Regions from separate parts of the Sus scrofa genome. Here regions 2 and 3 are each linked to region 1. The links are chromatin contacts, called in public targeted proximity ligation maps. All regions are on one chromosome and are shown on one strand. The core of a region is the stretch at or near the end of the contact, and the rest is flanking DNA. Distances in the headings are between cores, read along the strand shown. Region 1 has its middle 90 kb from the start of MTSS1. Region 2 overlaps MTSS1 (metastasis suppressor protein 1). Region 3 overlaps MTSS1 (metastasis suppressor protein 1).

Evidence for each region.
Region 2: a contact with region 1 is called in a targeted proximity ligation map of skeletal muscle. A contact is called at or near these places in 2 of 2 datasets of targeted methods (alveolar macrophages and skeletal muscle).
Region 3: a targeted proximity ligation map of skeletal muscle shows a contact between it and region 1. A contact is called at or near these places in 1 of 47 Hi-C or Micro-C datasets (fetal heart ventricle) and 2 of 2 datasets of targeted methods (alveolar macrophages and skeletal muscle).

Annotation. Positions count from the first base shown.
Region 1 is chr4:14,841,887-14,844,586 of Sscrofa11.1, forward strand. No RefSeq gene overlaps it. Among named protein-coding and RNA genes, the nearest start is that of MTSS1, 90 kb to the right of the region's middle.
Region 2 is chr4:15,033,302-15,036,001 of Sscrofa11.1, forward strand. All of the region lies in intron 3 of MTSS1 (metastasis suppressor protein 1), which reads left to right. Among named protein-coding and RNA genes, the nearest start is that of NDUFB9, 79 kb to the right of the region's middle.
Region 3 is chr4:15,061,000-15,063,699 of Sscrofa11.1, forward strand. The region is part of intron 3 of MTSS1 (metastasis suppressor protein 1); the gene reads left to right. Among named protein-coding and RNA genes, the nearest start is that of NDUFB9, 51 kb to the right of the region's middle.

The DNA.
Region 1 (2,700 bases), core at 20-2,519:
TAAACGACTGTCTTTTATCCCACTTGATCTTCATGGCAATTTTGTGAAGGCCGCCAAAAGATATTATGGTATCCATTTTACAGATGAGGAAGTAGAGTCTCCAAAGAGGCTAAGGGTCTTTATTTATTTATTTTTGATTCCATCTTGTTTATTAGTAACTTTTTTCAAACCACTTTTTTGAGTCTTTTTTAATTTTTATTTTTTCCGTGACATTCATTTATTTAAAATGCAGTCATTTATTTACTCAGCAATCATTTATTAAGTGGCATCATAGTAGAGCTTATGCTTAGCCTGCAGATATGTTCATGTTCATTCTTGCCATTTTCTTCTTTTAAACATCCTTGCTCCCTTTCAAGAGACGTTGAAATCCCCAGTTAAAAGACAATCTAGGAGTTCCCGTGTGGCGCAGTGCTTAAGGAATCCGACTAGGACCCATGAGGTTGATCCCTGGCCTTGCTCAGTGGGTTAAGGATCCGGTGCTGCCGTGAGCTGTGGTGTAGGTCACAGGCGCGGCCTGGATCCTGCGTTGCTGTGGCTCTAGTATGGCCGGTGGCTACAGCTCCAATTAGACCCCTAGCCTGGGAACCTCTATGTGCCGTGGGTGCGGCCCTAGAAAAGGCAAAAAAAGACCAAAAAAAAAAAAAAAAAAGACAATCTAGAGGAGTTCGCTGGTGGCTCAGTGGGTTAAGGATCCGGTGTTGTCACTGCTGTGGCTGGGTTTGTCCCCTGGCCTGGGAACTTCTGCATGCTGTGGACGTGGCTCCCCAAAAAGGGCAAAAACTAGAGCACTGACTAAAGGGAGGGGCTTTGGAGTTTGAGCTGCAACCCTGCCTCCCTCCATGCCTGACTCTGTGACCAGGGGCAGCTTCCTCAACAATTCATTCCCTTCCTTGGTTTTTACACCTGTAAGATGGCAGTGGCGATTAGCAGTGTCCTAGGTACCCCATGAGAGACTGCGGTAAAGCCTTGTTATCAGTCAGCTTTCTGCCTGTCCCCATTGGCTAAGAGGATTTTATCCCATCTGTTTCCTATAATTTGCATGACAAAACCAATAGGCTTATTTTTTTTCATCTCCACATATGAAGATATAATATTGAATAGGCTTTTTCAAACCCAAGAGCTTGATATGCCCACTCTCCATTACCCCAGCGCCTCTCAGCATTCACAGATGCCAAATGTGACCCCAAGTCAGGAGAGGGTCCCGGCCCATTCCTTCTTCCTCTTGCATCTGTTCCCAGTAGAGGAAGAGCTACCGGTTTCCAGCTGCAAGGTTGAAATGGAAACCGGCAAAAGTGCAAGCAGAGGGCTCCATTTCCCAATAGCTGCAGCTGTCTAGTGCCCTGAGCTATTTTTAAACCCCTTTTCAGAAACCCCAGTGCTTGCAATGGATCTATTTTCTTAACTGCCAAGAGATAACGCTTAAAAGGAATAGCTTGAAAAATATTCCACGGCACTCATAAAAATGACTGAAATAGATGGTGCATAAGACAGCCTTTGTCTGCAGCAGCAAGGAGAGTGAGACGAAGTCTTTCAGACCCCAGGGCAGCGGTGCCGCTGGATCTGCTGCTGACAACCACGGCTTTGTGTCTCAAATGTGCACTATGACCAGAAAAGGCAAGAAAACCAAACAGTAATTGTAGAGAACATCAGAGACCTGGCATTTCAATTGGCCGACAATTCCAGGAAACAGGGAACCCCAAAATAACTCTCCAAGAATCCCCCTCAATTTGAGCGTTGCCTTATCTAGTAAACCTGTCCAAATTGTCCAAAACTGAGCTAGTCTTCTGCCCCTTCCCTGAACTCCGGAGTATTTCCTGCCTGCTTTGGTGGAACCACCAGCCATGCAGTCACTTGGGTTACAAATTTAGGAATCATTCTCAAGTCTCCTTTTCTTCACCTCCTACATCCAATAAAGGCTTATGAATATTGTCTCCTAAATAGTTCTGAAGTCACGGTCTCTTTATATCCCCACCACCGCTGCCCTGATTCAGTCCTTCATCATCTCTCCTCTGGATTTTTGCAAGAGCTTTTTTTTTTTTTTTTTTTTGGCCGCACCTGCAGCATGTGGAAGTTCCCAGGCCAGGGGTTGAACTTGGCCACAACAGTGGTCCAAGCTGCTGTGGTGACAATGTGTGCCAGATTCTTAACCCACTGTGCCACAAGAGAACTCCAAGAGCACCTTGGAGACCTTGACTAGTCTCCTTGCCCCTATTTTTGCCCTTCTTTGCCAATTTGACACTAGGATTTTTTTTTTTTTTAATTCCAAATCTTATGTCATCTCTTGCTTAGAATCTTTCAGGGTGACCTCATTAGACAGACCACACTCTTTTTTTTTTTGTCTTTTTAGGGCTGCACCCGAAGCATATGGAGGTTCCCAGGCTAGGGGTCTATTCGGAGCTGTAGCTGCCGGCCTACACCAGAGCCACAACCATGCCAGATCCGAGCCATGTCTGCAGTCTACACCACAGCTCATGACAACACCGGATCCTTAACCCACTGAGCAAGGCCAGGGATCAAACCCTCAACCTTGTGGTTCCTAGTCAGATTTGTTTCTGCTGTGCCACGATGGGAACTCCAAGACAGTCCACAATCTTTAGCAGGGCGCACAAGGTCTTCCCGGGAGCTGCCACTGTAATGTCTTCCCCCAGCCCTGCTATAAGCTACCTTGTATTTATGCTCCAGCAACATCCAGCACCTGTA
Region 2 (2,700 bases), core at 85-2,584, 190 kb after region 1:
CTGCTGGAGCAGAGGCTGGGGCCACCCCCAGAGGAGGGAACGGGAAACCAGATATCCCAGACAGAACTTGGAGGACCCTCTGATCTGTCCTCACTAAGCTCGAGTCATTTCTAGCCAGCTTATCCTGTGATCAGGTAGATCTCATCACCTCTTTTCTGACGGCAGGCGGGGTGTCTCCCAGCAAACCCTGCCTTATGGAATAGAACCATACTAGCGGATTGCCACCCCCACCTATGAGCCCCTGCTCTGTGGCTGAGGTTGCTCACTTCTGCATTTCATGCTTCTCAAGATCCTTTTTTAAAAAATACATATTTTTCTTTTTAGGGCCACACCTGCGACATATGGAGGCTCCCAGGCTAGCCATCAAATTGGAGCCACAGCCACCAGCCTACCCCACAGCCACAGCAATGCCCGACCTGAGCTGCATCTACGACCTATGCTGGATTCTTAGCCCACTGAATGAGGCCAGGGATCGAACCCGCATCCTCATGGACATAAGTCACATTCTTAACCTGCTGAGCCACAACAGGAATGCCTCAGGATCCTTTTGACTGGGGCTACCTGGACCATGGGAACATTATCTAGCTCAAGCATCCTGGCAGCAAAAGGAGCTGAAAAGCTGTCCCTGGGCTGGACCAGCCCAGCACTGTGCATGAAAAATGTTTCTACGAAAAGAACCAATGAAACATGAGCATGGCTCTGTGTAGAGAAAAATTATTCTCCTGGAAGATCTACATACCCCAGCTTCCTCTCCCAGAGCCTTTCGGATGGGCTGTGGTCTCTCTTCTGTCTGGTCCTTTCACTCACCCTCATCCTCTTCATCCTTGTCAGCACAGTGTCATGCTGAAGACATGTGGCCCCGGAGTCTTGTTTAGGTTTCCCTTCACGTCCTCATCAGGCTCTGCGTAGTGCTCTGCACATAGCAGGTACTCGTTTTGTTTATGGAATATTGACTGCGAAGCCCACTGGGAAGTGCAGGCAGGCAACGGGGACATTGCCTGGATGCCATCCTGTCATCTGGATTTCTTGGATGGACACACTGCTGTGTGTGAGGATTTGCGCATGAAAAGGGATGTGTAGCCTTTCTGTTCTGCAGCAGCGCCTGGGAGTCTGTTCATCAAGAAATTGAAGAAAACTAGATGTGTTTAAAGAAGATAGTGTGGCTGCACTTGCAGCTGGAGCATTGAAGCACCTTTCACAATGGGTCTCAGAGCTGCATTGTTTGTGTGTGTGTGAGTGTGTGTGTGTGTTGGGGGTGGGGAGCTGTTCCTTAACTGGCCTTCTCTCTCAGAGCCAAGATCAGGCAGCCTTTGCGGATAGAATTGCCTCCCAAGCAGATGGTCTGTACCAGCTGAACTTGGCCGTGAAAGCCGCCTGTGTTGGGGAGCTGAAAGTCTGTGTCTAAAAGTGCTGGTCTGTCTCAAGTTTCAGGTTTTGTTAATATCCCTAAGTTCCCCACCACTTGCTCCTTTTGCTGAACTGGACTCGTGCCTATAAGAATGAGTTGGAGGCGTTTCTGTCATGGCTCAGTGGTTAACGAACCCAACTAGTATCCATGAGGATGCAGGTTTGATCCCTGGCCTCTCTCAGTGGGTTAAGAATATGGCGTTGCCATGAGCTGTGGTGTGGGTCGCTGACACTGCTCGGATCTGGCATTGCTGTGGCTCTGGCGTAGGCAGGTGGCTACAGCTCCAATTGGACCCCTAGCCTGGGAGCCTCCATGTGCCTCAGGTAAGGCCCTGAAAAAACAAAAACAAAAAAACAAAAATAAAAACAAACCAAAAAAAAATGAGTTGGAATGATTGTGATAGCTTCAGTACAAAGATTAGAAGGATTTTGCCTCTTGCCAAGAACCCCCTTGCCCTAATGGAGCTCTTTGCATTTTGGAGTGTATTCTCCAATGATTTAACTCATATGTTCCTTAACCAGAATCTTGAAAGGCCAGGAGAAAGTCCCACTTTGCAGATGAGCAAACTGAGGCTCAGAAGAACCTTTCCTTTTGCTAGTTAGGGTCAGGTAACTAGCGGGAGGCAGAGCCAGGACATGCATCAGATACTACCCAACAAAGAGGACAACCATTTGTGACTTCTCTTTCTGGCTCCCAAGCCCCAAGTCCTGTCCAGAAAACCATTTCCCTGAAAAGGGATGATTTGCATATTTGGATCTGAAATCCACACACCCAGGCCCGGACAGATTGGGGACCTCATGCTATTCCAGCTGCTGAGGTCTGTGGGCAGGGAAATGCAGCCACGTTGTTTATAGCATTTATCTATGAAACAAATAGAGTGAGCTGAATGTCAGGAAGTTTCCAGGTTTGCCAGACATCTGCCATTTGTCATGTGGAGGGTGACAGCTTTGTGTGGGGGCCTCCTTCATTCTCAGGCCCACACCTCCCTGCTCTGGGCAAATCCATCCCTTTGGGGTCAGCCTCCAGGCTTCTGCCATCTGCTGGTCGGTCTCCTTTCATCTGGACGGACATTTATTTCAGCGCCATCCACACACCTGGCACAGTCCAGGGGTATTTGGTCCAGCCAGTGGCACCCGAGACTCTGCCAAACCAAACGGCCACCTCTTGGTATCCGTGTCTGTTCATGGAGCTCCCAGATGAGGTTGCCTGGACCTCAGATGTCAGACACAGTTTCGGTTCCCAGTCCTGCCTCGCTCATCACTCTCGTGCTCTCCAGGTGGGCGGGTACTGGT
Region 3 (2,700 bases), core at 137-2,636, 220 kb after region 1:
GAGTGGCTTTCACAAATATGTATGTTGCAATCAAGTAAAATAACACTTTAAAAAAGGAAAAAATAAAAAAGATAAGGAAATGTGTGAATTTGCAGAACAGGAGAACCAGGTCCAAGAGAGCAGGCTCCGAGTGTGTTAATTTGGCTCACCCAGGTCATTGGAGACTCTGGTTTCTTCTGTGTTCTGTCCACAGGCTGGGCTGCATCCTGAGGCAGGGGTTCCCACGCCCATAAAGCTGGCTGACCGCAGCCACTGGGCAGCCTGCTTCCTGTTCACACTCTGTGGGGGTCCCTTTGGTGTGTTGATCTTAAGATCCAGGAACATTTTCACCAAAGGCCTCCCCAACAACCGTCTCACCATTTTTGTCTTCTCCCCAAACCAGCCACTGCCAAAGGGGATGGAGTCAGATCATTGCCCCAGATTAGGTATCTGGGGATGAATGAATGGACTCTGGGGAGGTGACCCCCGTGCTCCATGCACTCTCCAGATTAACAATTCCTACTCCTCTTTGGTCAGCAGAATAATGGCCCCCGCCACTGCCACCCCGACATCCATGTCCTCATCCCCAGAACCCGTGACTATCTTATTGTACACGACAGAAGGGGCTTTGCAGATAGGATTCGGCTAAGGATCTTGAGAGTATCTTGGATGATTAAAGTGGGTCCCTACAGCTCAAGAGTTCCAAGGAGGGAGTTCCCGGCGTGGCTCAGGGGGTTAAGAACCCGACATAGTGTCTGTGAGGATGTAAGTTCCATCCTTGGCTTCTTTGCTCAGTGGGTTAAGGATCCAGTGTTGCTGCAGCTATGGCGTAGGTCGCAGCTGTGGCTTGGATTCAGTCCTGGGCCCTTTTCCATATGCCACAGGTAGAGCCAAAACAAGAAAAAAAATTAATAAATAAACAAAAGACAAACCCAGCCCCTTATCCTGCCTCCTGGTATAGCCCGAACTGTTACCATTTCTCTCTGCAAAGGGACATTCAGTACGGGTGCTGGATACAGGAAAAACTGAAACAAGGAGAATCTCATCCTCACTCACAAGCTGCTAAGTACGTCTCAGTCATTTGATTCCATAAATATTCTCACGGTCAACTCGGGGCTCTTCCAGCTGTCTGCCCTGGCTTGGTCACTCCAGCTGGCTTCCTCGGAAACTTTTTCAGACCTGCTGTTTTTGTTTTTTTGTTTGTTTGTTTGTTTGCTTTTTAAAGTATTAGCAGGGGTCAGGAAGAGCAGAAGACACAGTGAAGCACACCCACAGATAGAGCTATTTTTAGGGGGGCCCCCAGTGGCCGAGATCAGCAGTAATTCCAGTGGGTTGGGTGGGCCCTGAGGTCTGTGGAGGATGTCGGCTGGCTGTCTCCTGTCCTCGTGCCACTTGGATGCAGACACAGCTGTTGGGAGGTTTTCTCCTCCTGTCGCCGGAAGGCCTGTGCTGCAGCGGCCCCGTGATGGAGCGCACGCAGCATGTGCCCCAACTGCTTGTTATCACTGTTCAGCTGTTTCTGGGAAGCCCTGGGCTTTCCTGGGGATGACAGATGACCAGGGGCAACCTAGGAAAGCATCTGGGAAGCCAGCAGAAATCATGGAGCAGAGAAATGGGGTCAGGGAGCCAGGCTGAGGGGATCTCCAGCGGTAGTTCTGTTTTGGGGAACCTGAGGCGTGGCTCACCATCTAAGCAGCTCTCCATCAGGCAGCTCTCTGTAGCCACCTAGCAAGGATCGGAGCCAATTCGATCATTCGAGGCTTAGGAGCCCAAACTGGTGAGCTGGACTGTGAAGCCCTAACACCTGTAAGGGTGTGTGGCTACGTTAACAGAGTGTCTGGGCTTTTGGCTCTGCCCTGTCCCACCTCGCTTTGTCTGTAGTGTCCCACGCTGAGTGGCTACACGCATGGGCTCTGGAGGTTCAGCCTGGGCTGGATTCCCGTTCACTAGCCGCGTGACCGTAGTCACATTACCGAGGGCGCTTTTCCTGTCGGTAAAATGGGGATGATGATAACACCGACGCGCTTGGGCGTGTCGTGCAGCTCAAATGGGTTCACGTGTGTAAAGCACGCATCCCAGGGCCCAGCACATGCTCCCCTGCACACAAACCACTCACTTCCTGGGACCCAGAACATCACTCTCCAGCGCTTTAGGTGACTGCGTGTGCTCTGCCATGGTGTGGCCGTGTCCTAGGCTTTATCACCCCCCCCCCGCGCCCCCCCCCAGAACAGGATGTTGTTTCCAGCTTTTTCCGCCGTAAACAGCATTTCTGTGACTGTCCTCATAGGTGTGAGGATTTGCTCTCACCCTTGATTGTTTCCTCCAGTAAAATTTCTAGGAGTCGAATTGCTGGGTCAAAGAGAGGGCTTGTTTTTAAAGGCATTTCTTAATAGAGGCTGCAAAATTTTCCTCCCGGAAAGTACTAGCTTATAGTCCTCCCACCCGTGAATAGTTTCCTTGCTTGCATGGCCAGGCGATTAACTTTTAATCAAATGAAGGCCCAGGACAAACGGGAGCTATTTCCCTGGGGATAAAGTGTTCCTGGTCCTTGCTTATAAGCAATAAACGCTTCACAACCTGAAGTGAGCCCAGAAGGCACGTTGCTGGTGTGAAAACAGCGCCCTCTACTGGTTTTCCCGGTGGAGCAGCGTGAGCTGCAGTAAAGAGATGGCCAGGTTCAGGTGGTCGCTACCTCCTGGCAGGTGCCAGGAGCCATGGGGC